Linked DNA regions of Gossypium arboreum: region 2 is linked to region 1. Evidence: chromatin contacts called from public Hi-C data. All regions are on one chromosome and are shown on one strand. Each heading gives the region's core, a stretch centred on a gene start, on an enhancer-like site or on the middle of the called end of the contact. The rest is flanking DNA. Distances are from core to core; before and after follow the strand shown. Region 1 holds the start of LOC108477415 (MADS-box protein FLOWERING LOCUS C-like). Region 2 holds the start of LOC108476783 (leucine-rich repeat extensin-like protein 3).

Region 1 (6,600 bases), core at 1,074-3,573:
ACCAATTCGCAACAACTATCATCGACCAACTAAGTCAAAATCTCGACAAAAACCCCAAACATGAAAACAACCATTACCTTCGCACGATGCAACAATTCCCGAATCTAAAGCATTTTTGGAACGACTTCCTCATGACCTTCTCCTAATGTGCAGTAATTAAACATTTAGACGGAGAATCGAGAAATGTAATAAAAAATAAGTTTTTGACCAAAACATAAAACAACGAATATAAATAAAAATTGAACACCAAAACTTACGAAATTAACGGAAACGAACTTACCCAACAACAACAGCAAGATGAGAACGAGAATTTAAGCAAGGATAAAAAGGAAAAAGAGAAAGAGGAGCAAACAGTGTAAAGCAAAAGGAAAAGGAAAGAAAACGAAAGAGGGAGGAGAGAGAAAGAACGTTTAATTTCTATTTTAAAACTACCTTTCAAAATTCTAACAATTAGCAAAAAAAAAAAATCCTTTAACGCATGCACCGAGACTTGAACACAAGACTAAGTAGAATAGATAAGCTTAACTAGTAAACCAACAGGCTCATTTTTTATATAGATTCGCACAGAATTAAACTTAAGTCGACAATTCAAGGATAGAGGTTAATTTAGAACAAAATAGCAAAACTTTCTAAAGTCCTGAATCAAACCCCCAACCTTAAACATATAAACAGAGCACATAACCATATATACAAAAATTTAATTACTATCGAGTTCCACAATCAAACATTTAGATTTTTGGGGTGTTATACATTCAACTAAAGAAACCCCTACTTTTAATTTAGTTTATTCATATAAGCCATTATATGTATACAGAATTTATATGCATGAGAACGAGAGGCCATTTTCTCATAGGGAAACCATTTTTACAAAAAAAAAAAAAAGAATTTTGGTTAACCATTACAAAGCTAATGGAAGCACCAAATTTGATTGCTTTTAATTCAATAAAATACCTAAGCATGTTTAGGTCTTAGGATTGATTATGAAGAAACATACTATAGGCTATCAAAGTTTATTGTTTGGCCATTGCTTGCAGCTCTTTGCTAGTAAATAACTACCATATCTCTAGCTCTAATCCTTAGTTCCAACTAGGTATGGTCATTTTCATTTTAATGTTCTGCTACATATGGTTTAAAGAAAGAGTCATAACAAGAGTGATCAAAATGAATGAATTATGTAATGTGGGTGGCTAAATTGTAAACCTTTTATTTTGGGTGTCTAAAATGAAATTTTTTTATAGTTATGTCACAGTTTGTATAGTTACCCTATTTATTAAAACTATATTATTGTAAACTCAAAATGTGGTTGAAAAATAGAATTATTAATAAATATATCAATAAAAAATAATATAAATAACAAAGAATTTGGTTGAACGGTAAAAAACAAATGTTGGAAGTTGTAAATACTTGGGTTTAAGTCTTATAATGTGTTTATTTTTTCTATTTTCTATGTGAAAGATATAAAATGATAAAATATTCTCAAAATGATATAATTTACTTTATAAAATAAGAATACTTTTTTCATAACTCAAAAGAGTTAGTGCTTAATTAACCGACATCAACGTGTCATGCTTTATATAGAGTATAAATTGTTTTTTTTACATAATGCCTAATTTTACCTATAATCCCTTCTAAACTAATGCACAAATGTCATGTCTGCAGAACAATATAAAAAAAAAGAAAAAGAAAAGAGAAAGACAAACTAATAGTAACTACAACATTGTAATAATTCATAAAGAAATTAGGATGCATCAACTTGATCAAATCGGTGAAATTTGCACTCTAACCCCCACCATCATCAAATTAACTTGACGATGAATACCTATTAACCAAAAATCAACTACCAAAATCTCTAAGAGACCCACCGTATTAATAATGCACAAAAGGCCAAGTCTTAGTTAGTTTATCCTTCTCATCATCTCAAATCTATTACAATCACTATAATTTATCGTTATGAAACTCATTGAGAATTGTTACTAATAAATCTGATGGCATTTTTATATTATAAAATAACATATATATGCTAAAATATACTAGAAACTAAAAACTAAAAATAAAATTACATCAACTTTTAAAGAAAACAAAGTAGAAAAACAAAAATCATTAAACATAGATTTGAGATAAATGTAGATTAAAATTAAAAACAAAATAAAAATACTAAAAATAACTAACAATCAACCCAAAAGCTGACAATGATATCAAAGAAAAGATTTAGTTTTACAAATTCTTAAAAGACTCATAATTATTTTTTTATTATAGTAATTTTTATTTGACATTATTCTTAATCTATATAATTGCATCGATATCTTTAAGCTATGATATCAAGGTCTTGTTTTGACCAGAAATATATATAAAAACTCAGGAGAACTATATTAGTATAAATAGAGATATAGATCCTAATAAATTTGCAAATCGAAAACAAGTTTCCTCAAAAGATTTCCTTCATAAATTGCCGACCTACTCTCATCTCTCTACAGACAACCCCGCCGCAAGAGATACCTCTCACAAGCCCTCTGTCCCACCCTCCTAAGCGCTCTCTTGCATTCAAGTTTCCGACAGGAAAGCAAAGTAAGCTAATTTTTTTATTTTCTGTTTCCGACCTTACTGATTGTTAGTCTCTCTTTGTTACATTGTCAGTAAATTATAAAGCTTTATTTATATATGTATCTGTGTGCAATTCAGTTTATCATATCAGAACAGATGGGCAAACGTAGGACGGAGATGAAGCTGATAGAGAATGAGAAGGCTCGTAAGAGAGTTTTCGAAAAGAGAAGGACTAATTTGTTAAAGAAGGCCAAGGAGTTATCAATTCTTTGTGATATCAAGCTACTGCTCATCATCTATGAACATGGTAAAGTAAAAGCTGAGATTTGGCCCCATAATAATGTGGAAGCTGAACAAATCATCGAGTGGTTCAAGCAGCGGCGTATTGACAAAACAGCTTGTGATTCTTCCGCAAGTAAGAGGAGAAGATTTGGTGACAAATTTGATATATTGGATCACAAGAATATGGTCAATCACTACTCCGAGAATCAACTTCGAAACTTGATTTTCGAATTGGATGCAAAGATTGCTGCTGTTATGAACGTAATTCAATCAAAACTGGTTCTTAAGGGAGGAGCTGGATCACCAAAGAACAAGGGGAAGGGAAAGGAAGCTGTTATCTACCAAGAACCGATTAAAACCCCACAACACCAGAGTTTTCAGACATATTGGCCAAAGAAAAATTTTATTAGCTATCCTGAGTTTGAAAATAGTAGTAGTATTCCGTATGTTCCATTGCCGGTTCATTATGTTGATCCATCTTCGATACAATCACCTTACAAGGATGCTAATTCCTCGATGGGTTACTACGACCCTAACGTTCACCCTGTTCTTCCATGCATTTATTATCCAAAGATGCCTGGTTTTCCCCCTCAGATGAATGCTTCAGACTTGGGTTTCTTTCCTCCTTTCAATTGATTTTTTTTTCCTTCCCTTTTTTAGGATTTCTGGAAATACATTATAGTATTGATATTCTTGGATAAGTGCTGTTTTGTTTTCATTGGTTATGACTATTATAGGGTCTAGTTGCTTCTGTTTGAAAGTATTATATAGATGAAAAACATATTATGAAACTCAGTGACATTGGCTCTGACATTATTTTATTTTAAAGGAGTAAACTCTGTTATGTTGACAATATATCAAACACCTGGTCTGCATGCAACTCTCACAAAAAAGAAGAAGAAAAGAACACGAGAACACTTGTTGAAAACCAGTACAAATCCATTCAGTACTCAACACAATTGAAACATAGCAACATTGTTCGGCTTCCTAAGAAATCAAAAATTTTCTGTTGGAATCGGAACTATCTTTAGACAAGTTGGACTCCAAAGATTCTAAACTAAAACCATAACCAATACCCTGTCCAAATCCGAACCCAAACCCAATACCACAACCAGCTCCAACCCCAAACGCAAGCCTCAAATGGTTCCAAGGCCACCCACCATACCCAATTCCCCCAACCAAGCCGAAACCAACTCCAACGCCACAACCGATCCCAGCACCGCCGCCTGGGCCTAGTACGTTCTCCTCCACTTTCTGGCGGCTTTCACGGAGGAATTCTGACACTGGAAATTGCTTGTCTTTCTTTTTCCTCTTCATGTTTCCTTTCCATTTCCACAAGGAATTTGCGTCTTTGGATCTGGTTTTCATGTGATTGAGCCAAGGGAAGTTAGTGTATAGTGAAAAGGGGATTGGGTTGGGACGTGGGCGACTTGAAATTGAGAACTTTATCAATCGTGGTGTTGGATAATATGAAGGGAAATTATCCTATTTATTACAACTACAGCCTTTTAGGTTACGGACTACAAGTTAACAGAATGACATAAGTAATTATCAAATTTCGTAGTTTTTTTTTTTTTTCAATTTGAATTTCGTCTAAAATTTATTATTTTTTAATATAGCCAATTTGGGTGGCAAATGAGTGGGATTGGGTCCCGCTTTTTTTCTATTTGTTTTGTTTGAGCTTGAATTATTTTGAATTTAGATTTTTTCAAATTCAGGTTTTTCAAGGGTTGGATTTGATAGAAAAATAGAATTTGACATATTTCATTTATAATTTCAATGATATATATACACATTTGAAGCCCAAAACTAACTCTTATATAGCAGCAGTACATCAAAACAGAAAACAAGAGCAAAGAAATTTGAAATCTCCTAAATACCAGGCATGTAGAAGGTTGAAGACCAAGATCATTTAACAGAGAGCAAACCCGATTCATTTCAGCAGAAGTGTTAGCAATAGATCAATATTCAGCCTCTATGGAGGAATGATCAACGGTTCGTTGCTTTTTGGAGCTCTATGAGATGGGATTGCAACCTAAATAGATGATGCAAGCACTAGAGGATGAGAAGTCATTGAAGTTTCTAGCCTAATCAAGATTAGAGAATGCATGCAAGGAAGTAAGATAGTCACGATAGAGCTGGAGACCATGATGAGGAGTGCCACAAAGATATCTAAGTAATCATTTAACAAGGGCCTAGTGTTCAGTGGTTGGTTTGTGCATAAACTGAGACAACTTATAAATCACAAAGGCAATATCAAGGCGCGTAAGTAATAGATATTTAATTAAGTAAAAACGATTAAATTAAAAAAAAATATAAAATTTAATAAATCTTGAATTTTATTGATTTGATAGTCTAATTATTAAATGAAAGGGACTTAAGCAATAATTAGTCCATAAGGTTATTGATGCACGATTATAGGCTTTTAAATTGTTGAGTTATAAGGTTATAATTAAGGTACATTTGTAATTTAGTAAATTCACTAAAAATTAATAAAATAAAAAGAAATTAGCCATCATCTTTTCATGCTCTTCCACCGAAAATCAAAAGAGGAATTCACCATTTTTGGAGCTTCAAATTCGGCCAAACATAAAGCTTTGCATGTAAGTGATTTTGAGTCCGTTTCTTATAATTTTATGTTTTTGAGATCGTTACAACTAGGTCCAGCTGGCCTGTACCTTCGTTTTTGAATCTATTAAAAATTTTGAAAGTTGCCATTGATGAATTTTGGTTGTTTGTGATGATAACTATATGTTTGAAGCTTTGGTTATGATTTTTGATGGTTTTATAAAGTGATTTTAGTTAGTTTTTTATTTAAGGACTTAATTGTTAAAATGTTAAAGTTTTAGGGATTAAAGGTGAATATGAGGTATTTTATGGACTGTTTAGAAGTCTTAGCCATTCAGCTGTAATGTTGGCTTGAGTAAAATGGTTAATTTGATGATTTTCGGGTTAAGGGACTAAATTGTAAAAGTTGTAAAAGTTAGGGGTAATTATGTAATTTAAAAAAGGGTATAAAATGTAAAGTGAATTAGAAGGTGAAAAGTAATAATTGAGAAATTTTACATTCTAGATCAAGACTTTGTTGATATACTTGAAAAAGGAAAAATCATAGATTAGTCCCTAAACTTCTACAACTACTACAATTCAGTCCATGTAAGTTTGTACAGTTTATAACTTAACACTTATATGAAATGTTTGATGATATAATGTGATATAATAGATATATTTGATTATAAATAACACAAAGTTATTGAAATTCAATACTTGGATCGGATTGAACGTGAAATAGAGTACAATCAAGATATAACATGTTATGGGGGATTGGAGTAGAGGTTGTTGTGGAGTGATATATATATTTCCCGAGTAGGCAGAGGTTCAGCATTTGTTGCGAACTCTCATGTTATACTCTCTGTTTTGGCGTGTTTTCGGTTGGACTAGCTATTCGAAGCAATTGGCATGTTATCGGGTGGATTGGCTCTTATGAGCATTTGGCATGTTATCGGGTGGATTAGCTCTTATGATTGTCTGACGTGTTTTCGGTTGGAATATTGATGTACTCATATTTGTATGTAGTTCATCAGATTTATCTGTAATGTAACTTGTTTAGAAATTTTGATGGTTATGATATGTATTTAGGCTTTGAATTAAATTTTGAAATTCACTTAGTTGAGATTGTGGATGATAGGGAACACATATGGTTGTATTATTATTGAATGATTTGTTGTACTTACTTCGGTAAGATTTGTTTTTTTAGTACATTGAACTTACTAAGCT
Region 2 (6,805 bases), core at 2,476-4,975, 170 kb after region 1:
CCGAGCTTTGCCCATGGAGGTATCTAAAAGGTTCACTCCCCATTTCCTATCCTAATTTCACCTATCCCATTGAGGCTTTTCCCACAATTATGCAATGCATGCACATATATCATATTTCATGTTGATTTCACTTCTCGGGGCTTCGAGAATTACCTACACATGCGCACAAAACAAACAACCGTACGTTTAGTGATAAAGCTCGGTGGTACTTTCATGATTCTAGGTAATATAAAATAAAGTAACATTTATAACATGCTATGATATTTATAATCTCAATGCCTACTAATACATATTCATATTGTAAGATAAGTATATAATTAATTATATATAAAGGTATACAATTATCAATGCAAACTAATTTAACTATCATAGAAAAGAATGATCAAATTCAATTACATATATCAAAAGCTATCTTAAGGCCTTTAGTTATCTACACCAATTAACAATTTAAAACATTCAAAAACCATTCATTATGAAATTCAATATCAAGTTCATTTCACATAAAAAATTCGTTTAACAAATCGCCCGCACCTCTTTGAGGAGTCTATTAACTCATTCATATTCATTTCAATATTATATTCTATTATTAATCAATTTAATTACCTTTTTAAGTTTTCCAATTTCAAATATAATGTTACATCTGATGGAACCCTAGTAAAACGGACTCGAATACATGAGTAAACTGCATCACACCAGATAGCTCGTATGAGCTTAAACTACAACACACTACGGCACAGAAGTGCAAAGTCTGAAGGAATCAAATGCGTAGTCATATGCTAATACACCCCTCCACCATACCATATTATACTCTATGATCCACTACAAATGCTAGATCCCAGTATAACCTGTAATGGTCTCCGTACAAACACATATCACATATAAGCGCGCATAAAAATCTATTGTCATGCCAATTGTATCCTAACATTTTTACTAAGTTTACGCGGGGCTCAATTATATATGTATTTTTTTTCATACATGTAATCATCTTACTCGCATATTCATACCTTGTATTCGGTCACATATGCATTTTTGTACCCTATACACTGTTCTATCACATATCAATTATTTTACAATTTAGTACATATATCGTTTCTCATTCGAATTCACAATCACAACCCCATTTCAAAATCAAACACACATATTTCATATTATAAGATATATTTCAATATAATTTTCACATCACATATCATAATTCGAATATCTCATATCATTTCCCATTTATTCATTTTAGTCTTCTATCTCGATGTTTTATATCAAATTCAATCGAAAAAATCCATATTATAATAATAGACTCACCTCAATGATTCAACAATCAATAAACATGCAAATAAAATCAAACAATTCTATCTCGAATGATAAAAGTACAACCCAAAGTTTCGAACGTCACTCTTCGACGAATTTTGCTTTTCTTTTCCCTCTCGGCTATTCGATATTGTCGTTAGCTACGGATAATTATAAAACATATCATACAATCAATTTCAAGCCAAATCAGAATCAAATAAGAAATCACAAAGACTTTGTAATTTATTCAATTTAGCCCCAAAAATTGGGACAAGCATAACTTTCAATTTAGGGCTTTGGATTAAAATTCGATTTCACCAAAACTCATTAGAGAGCCTCTATTTTCTATTCTTACCAACAATTCATGACAATTTTTCATTTTATCTAATTTGGTCCATAATGTACGAAACTAACAATTAAACTTTACAATCTAGTCCTTTTTATAAATTAAGCTTAACTTCTAACAACTTCACACCAATTTCATCTATTTCTCAACAATGGAAACTTTAAAAAACTTTAAAAATTTTACAAATTGATACATGAGCTAGCTAAATCAAGCTCCCATGACCTTAAATTTACAAAAAATTACAAGAAGAGGACTTGATTGCATACTAATTTGTAGCCGAAAGCTTGACGAAACTTATGGTTTTCTTCTTCTTTTTTTCCTTGGTTTAATGGTGGAAGAAGTTGAATTAATGTTCATCTTTCCTTCCACCAAGCTATACGTTTAATTATAATAATTTTAATTACTAATCGTATTTAATGAGAAACCAATACCATCGTCCACTAATACTTGGTTAAGAATGGTTTATTAATCATTTTGGCCTCTTTGGGTAATTGTAATTTAAGTTTTCAAGCCTTTTTCTAATTAAAAATAGATAGCAATTAGAATTTTACAATTTAGTCACTAAGCCTTAATTAAACATAAGTTTGGCTAAATTGACTATCCAAATTTTAATTCATCTATCGGGTCGTTACAATCATCTTTTCCATTTTTTATGAAAGTCGCCTTTTGATGTAATTCAAATGATAGAAAAGAGGCTAAACTTGTTTTTTGAAGGCCCTTGAAATGGGATCATCCTTCCATCTATGATCAAGTCTAGATGACCCTTGGGAAGATCTAATTCGATTGCGCTCACAAAGGAGATAAAACCTATTTTCAAAATCAAGTCTCGTCAACCCTTGAAGCAAACTCAACCATCTAAGTTCAAGTCTCAAAAACCCTTGGATTGAAACTCTCTCCAAATCTATTTTCAAAATCAAGTCTCGATGAATCTTGAAACATACACCATTAATTCAAGATCAAGTCTCAAAGACACTTGAATCCAATTAAATCAAATTCTCAAGCAAGCACTCTCCAGATCAAGTTTCAACTATCCTTGAAGCGACTAGTATCCTTTTTAATATCAAGTGTAAATGACCCTTGGGTTAAAAATCAACCAAAGAGAAAAATCAAATGAGTTTTCTTTGTAATTGGAAAATCCAAAAATTATATTTCTTTTCAAAGTTTATAAATAAAATTTAACTCCAAGTTTTGTATGTACAATTAGTATAGATTGCAAACTCATACTTTCAAAATAATTGTTTGTATTTAATATGCTAGGAGTTTTTAAATTTAAAATTTAGTCCTTATACTTTAAATTAAAAAAGTAAAATTTGTGCTTTTTTTTAATTTAAAAATCTTGGTCATGTTAACTTCCATCCAAATTTGATCCAATTTTGGCCATAGTTGTTCGCATATTATAAAAAGTGGCAAAATAACCTTTTTTAGTATTCATTAAAAATTTTATCTTTTAATAAAAATTGCAATTTTTTAAGATACAAAATTATTAAAAATAAAAAAACTCTTTAAAATTCATAAATTAAGAATAAAAATATCTTAAAATTATAAAAATATAAAAAATTAAAAAAATTATTTACTCCTTAAATGCATTTGTTTGGATCGTATTAAATAAGATTTGAATAAATATTTCCTAATTTAAATCAATTCCGATTAAATTTAAATACACTATACAATTTTTCCCGTTTAAAATACAGTATTTAAAAATTTAAGATTTAATTATAATATATAAAATTTGTATAAATAAAATTAAAAAAAAGACGGTGCAGTTTTGCTGATGCTTTTTAATGATGGTATGATTGTTTGATCTACTTGCCTTCAAAACTTTTACCTTTCAAGAGGTATGGGTAGAATTAGTGAAACCATGATGATGAATGTTACATAAGTTTGTACTTAAATTTCAAACAGCCATGATGCTGCCAGGAAAATGTTTTTGATTGTATGATATAAAAAGACAAAATTTAAAAGGTGTTTGGTAGGTAAGCAAGATGGGCAAAATTTTATAAAGTCAATCAATTCATCTAGCTTTCTCTTAATATAAAAAGTAGAGAAAATTTAGAGATTATAGATCCGTGTTTGTTTTGAAATGTTAAATATAAAATTGGTTGGAAAACAAAACCTCTATCCTTGGAAAATATCTGGAACACTTGCACACCTGTAATTCACCCTTTCATTTCTTTGTGGCTAAGTAATTTCCTTTCCCCTCCGTCAGTCATCCAACTATCAGTCTCAAATCATTTTATTACATCTCTACTCTCCATTTATATATATATATATATATATCACCAAATCCCCTTATCTCTAAAATCTAAATCCTGCCAATTGATGGAGTTTCGTAGGCACCCGCCCTCCCCACCACCTCCAGACCCTTTTGCACCACCACCACCACCACCGCCATCACGACAAGATCCTTTTGCACCACCACCACCGCACTTATATGGTGCACCCCCACCACCTCCGCCTTACTATGCTGCACCTCCTCCTCCCGCACCCCCTCATCATCACCATCCACCGGGTCCACCGCCACCGCCTCATGCTTTTTCACCACCTCCTGGACCTCCTCCACCACCTTATTTTGATCCATATAGACCACCACCGCCTTGGAATCGCCCTCCTCCACCATACTAGCTAGCTATAAATAATTGCCTTGGGAGTTTTATATTTCAGCAGTGTACGAGCTTTATCTCCCCATGAGGCAATTAAAGGTTATGTAGGTTTTTTTTACCCTTCTTCCTTTTCCCCCCTCTGTCTGTAATTTTCCTTGTTTTTAATAGCCTTAAGAAATTTATTTCTAATTATATATGTGCTGCCTTGAGGAAAGACGATGCTATTATGTTTTTCGCCCCCAAAAAACCGGTAGTAGATTGGATAACAAATTATGCAGTAAAATAGATAATGTTCAACAATAAGAAGATCCAATTGAGCAGGTGGAAGAGCCCATTTTTTATGCATTTCCAGTACAATCATTTGTTTGCCTCTGCTTCACTCGTATTGTGGTTTTCTCAAGGTACAAATCTTGATAAAGTTGATAAAATCAACAAGTTTAGAATTAACAAAAATAGATTAAGATGATATATGAAACCAAATGGAACTGTGGAAAATAGAGTAGGCTGTCCAATTGAATCCATGAAGAGATCTTCAATGAATTCAATTGAAGACTATAGTCAATCATCTAAGATAAATTCTTGGCAAATTAAAGTTAGAACATTAGCTTGAATAATTGATAAGAATCAAACCAACATAGTTAAGCGTTTAAGCGTGACAAGAAAGTGGGTACCTTTTTACAGTATGTAAACATAACATAGATGAGTTGTTTATGAATTCGATTTTCTTATTTATCCGGAGTCTACCTTAGTGATAAATATTTATCCTGTTTAATAACTACAGCAAGTGATTTAATTTATCAGATCACGCTGACAATTTTTCGCACCTTTTATCTTGAAGAGTGGATGCTGTTACTATTGAATTGACTCCTTGTGAATTTAATAAGTAAAATAATCATATAAAAAGTTTTACTATTAATATGTACTTATATAATAATATTTCTTACAAGAACAAATTAAAAGCTTAAGTTTCTCAGTACATTAGCATATCTCTCAATTAAATAGATTATTTTGAGATTTACTAACATAAAAATCTATCAAATCCCACTAAAACAAAAAATAAGATAAGCTAAAAATAAATTAATAACAAGTAATGCAAATATTGACTTTAGGCAGTTAAGTAATCAAAGTTTTAGTCCAATTCAATATTCACATTTTAAGGGATTAGATGGGTTGATTCAATTCCATCTTTAAAATGTATTTTTTAAGTGATTTTTTAATTGATGGATTAAATATTGTTCAATAAATTGTTAATACTTTAGATAAGGAAATTGTCTTTACACACAATTTTGGTGGTGGTTAGGGAGTGTGCACTCTTTTGGCACTTGATTGCTATTTCTATTTCTATATTTCTCAATAACTTCTCATTTTTGACAAATTGTTGACCAAAGTTATATCATCAGGTGACCTCAACTCCCATTATCACTTTCTCATTAACTCAATAAAAACTTAGTTGTAGCAAAGAAACAAAAGATGGTAAAAAAATCATGTAAAAAGAGTTCATAAATGAATATAGTCTAAAGTCAACATCTTTATTATTAAGTTATTGTTGGATCTAGTGCTTTAAGTGTGATATATTTGTTAGTGAATTTGTATTTTTGTTAAACAGATTGGTTAATAAAATAATTCATGGATTATATTAATATAATTTGTATAATTGTTTTCATGTGATTTTTTGTGCATTAAAAAAAAAAAGAAATATTGGCTCACTGGTTGTTTAATATTTAAACTAATACTAAATGCTATTACATGGTTGAATCATAATACCTTAAGATAAATTATATTAATAGACGAACCTAAACATGTTCTTAGTTTAATTGGAAATGAGTAAATTGATTGAAAAATTAATATGCTGCTTATCAAGTTCAATTAGGAAGATGTATTGTCTTGGACAACGGTTCGGATGACTTTCAGAAAATAGAGACATATATGTGATTGACAGTACATCGGATTGGATCCCAGAAAAATAGATCTTGAATCTGTTTACGGATTTATTCACTTGTAACATTCAAAGTGTGACATACTTGAATCTTGAGTAGATGACGGATTACATATGCGTGACTCGTATACTTTGATATAAGTAAAAGTCTAAGTTCAAATAGATAAAGAATCGAAAGTTGGTGCGTTGGTTATACTACTTCTGTAGTATGTAGTGTCATTCATAACATTGTGTCATTCACAACATTGTAAGTCATAGCTTGAGATATAGATAAATGATATTTTCTCATTAGCATTACATGGTTAATAAAAAGTAAATGTAGCCACGGATCGTTCGTCTTTGTGATGAATGAATTGATTACTTTTTTATAGTAATTGGCTTTATATGAAAGAAGATATAATAGTTACCATGAGATAAAATATGATCATATTGGAAGAACAAATTTATTCCAAAGAGATTATGGATATTCTATGAGGGTAACACACTTATGACAATGTCATTGGACGAGCACTGATTAAGTTGCTTTCGTAATGATATGTCATTAGGGAGAGCTCATTCATGACAGTATAATGGAATGATTTCGTGATTAAATGAGTTTATAATTAATAGGCAAAAAGCTAGAATTTAATTAAAAATTATTTG

What was found. Hi-C and Micro-C count contacts between places; a contact is called where the count stands out from the background.
Region 2: a contact with region 1 is called in a Hi-C map of leaf, with 4 times the contacts expected there. The contact joins the promoter of LOC108476783 here to the promoter of LOC108477415 in region 1. A contact is called at or near these places in 3 of 5 Hi-C or Micro-C datasets (all in leaf).

The regions. Positions count from the first base shown.
Region 1 is chr12:12,674,525-12,681,124 of ASM2569848v2, forward strand. It overlaps LOC108477415 (MADS-box protein FLOWERING LOCUS C-like), which reads left to right and starts at 2,324. Exons shown (of 2, transcript XM_017779955.2): 1 at 2,324-2,565; 2 at 2,680-4,058. The coding sequence starts at 2,698. The coding sequence ends at 3,459. LOC108477889 (protein TRIGALACTOSYLDIACYLGLYCEROL 5, chloroplastic) reads right to left here and starts at 4,191. Exons shown (of 1, transcript XM_017780362.1): 1 at 3,811-4,191. The coding sequence starts at 4,191. The coding sequence ends at 3,811.
Region 2 is chr12:12,841,734-12,848,538 of ASM2569848v2, forward strand. It overlaps LOC108476783 (leucine-rich repeat extensin-like protein 3), which reads left to right and starts at 3,726. Exons shown (of 1, transcript XM_017779112.2): 1 at 3,726-4,533. The coding sequence starts at 3,947. The coding sequence ends at 4,249.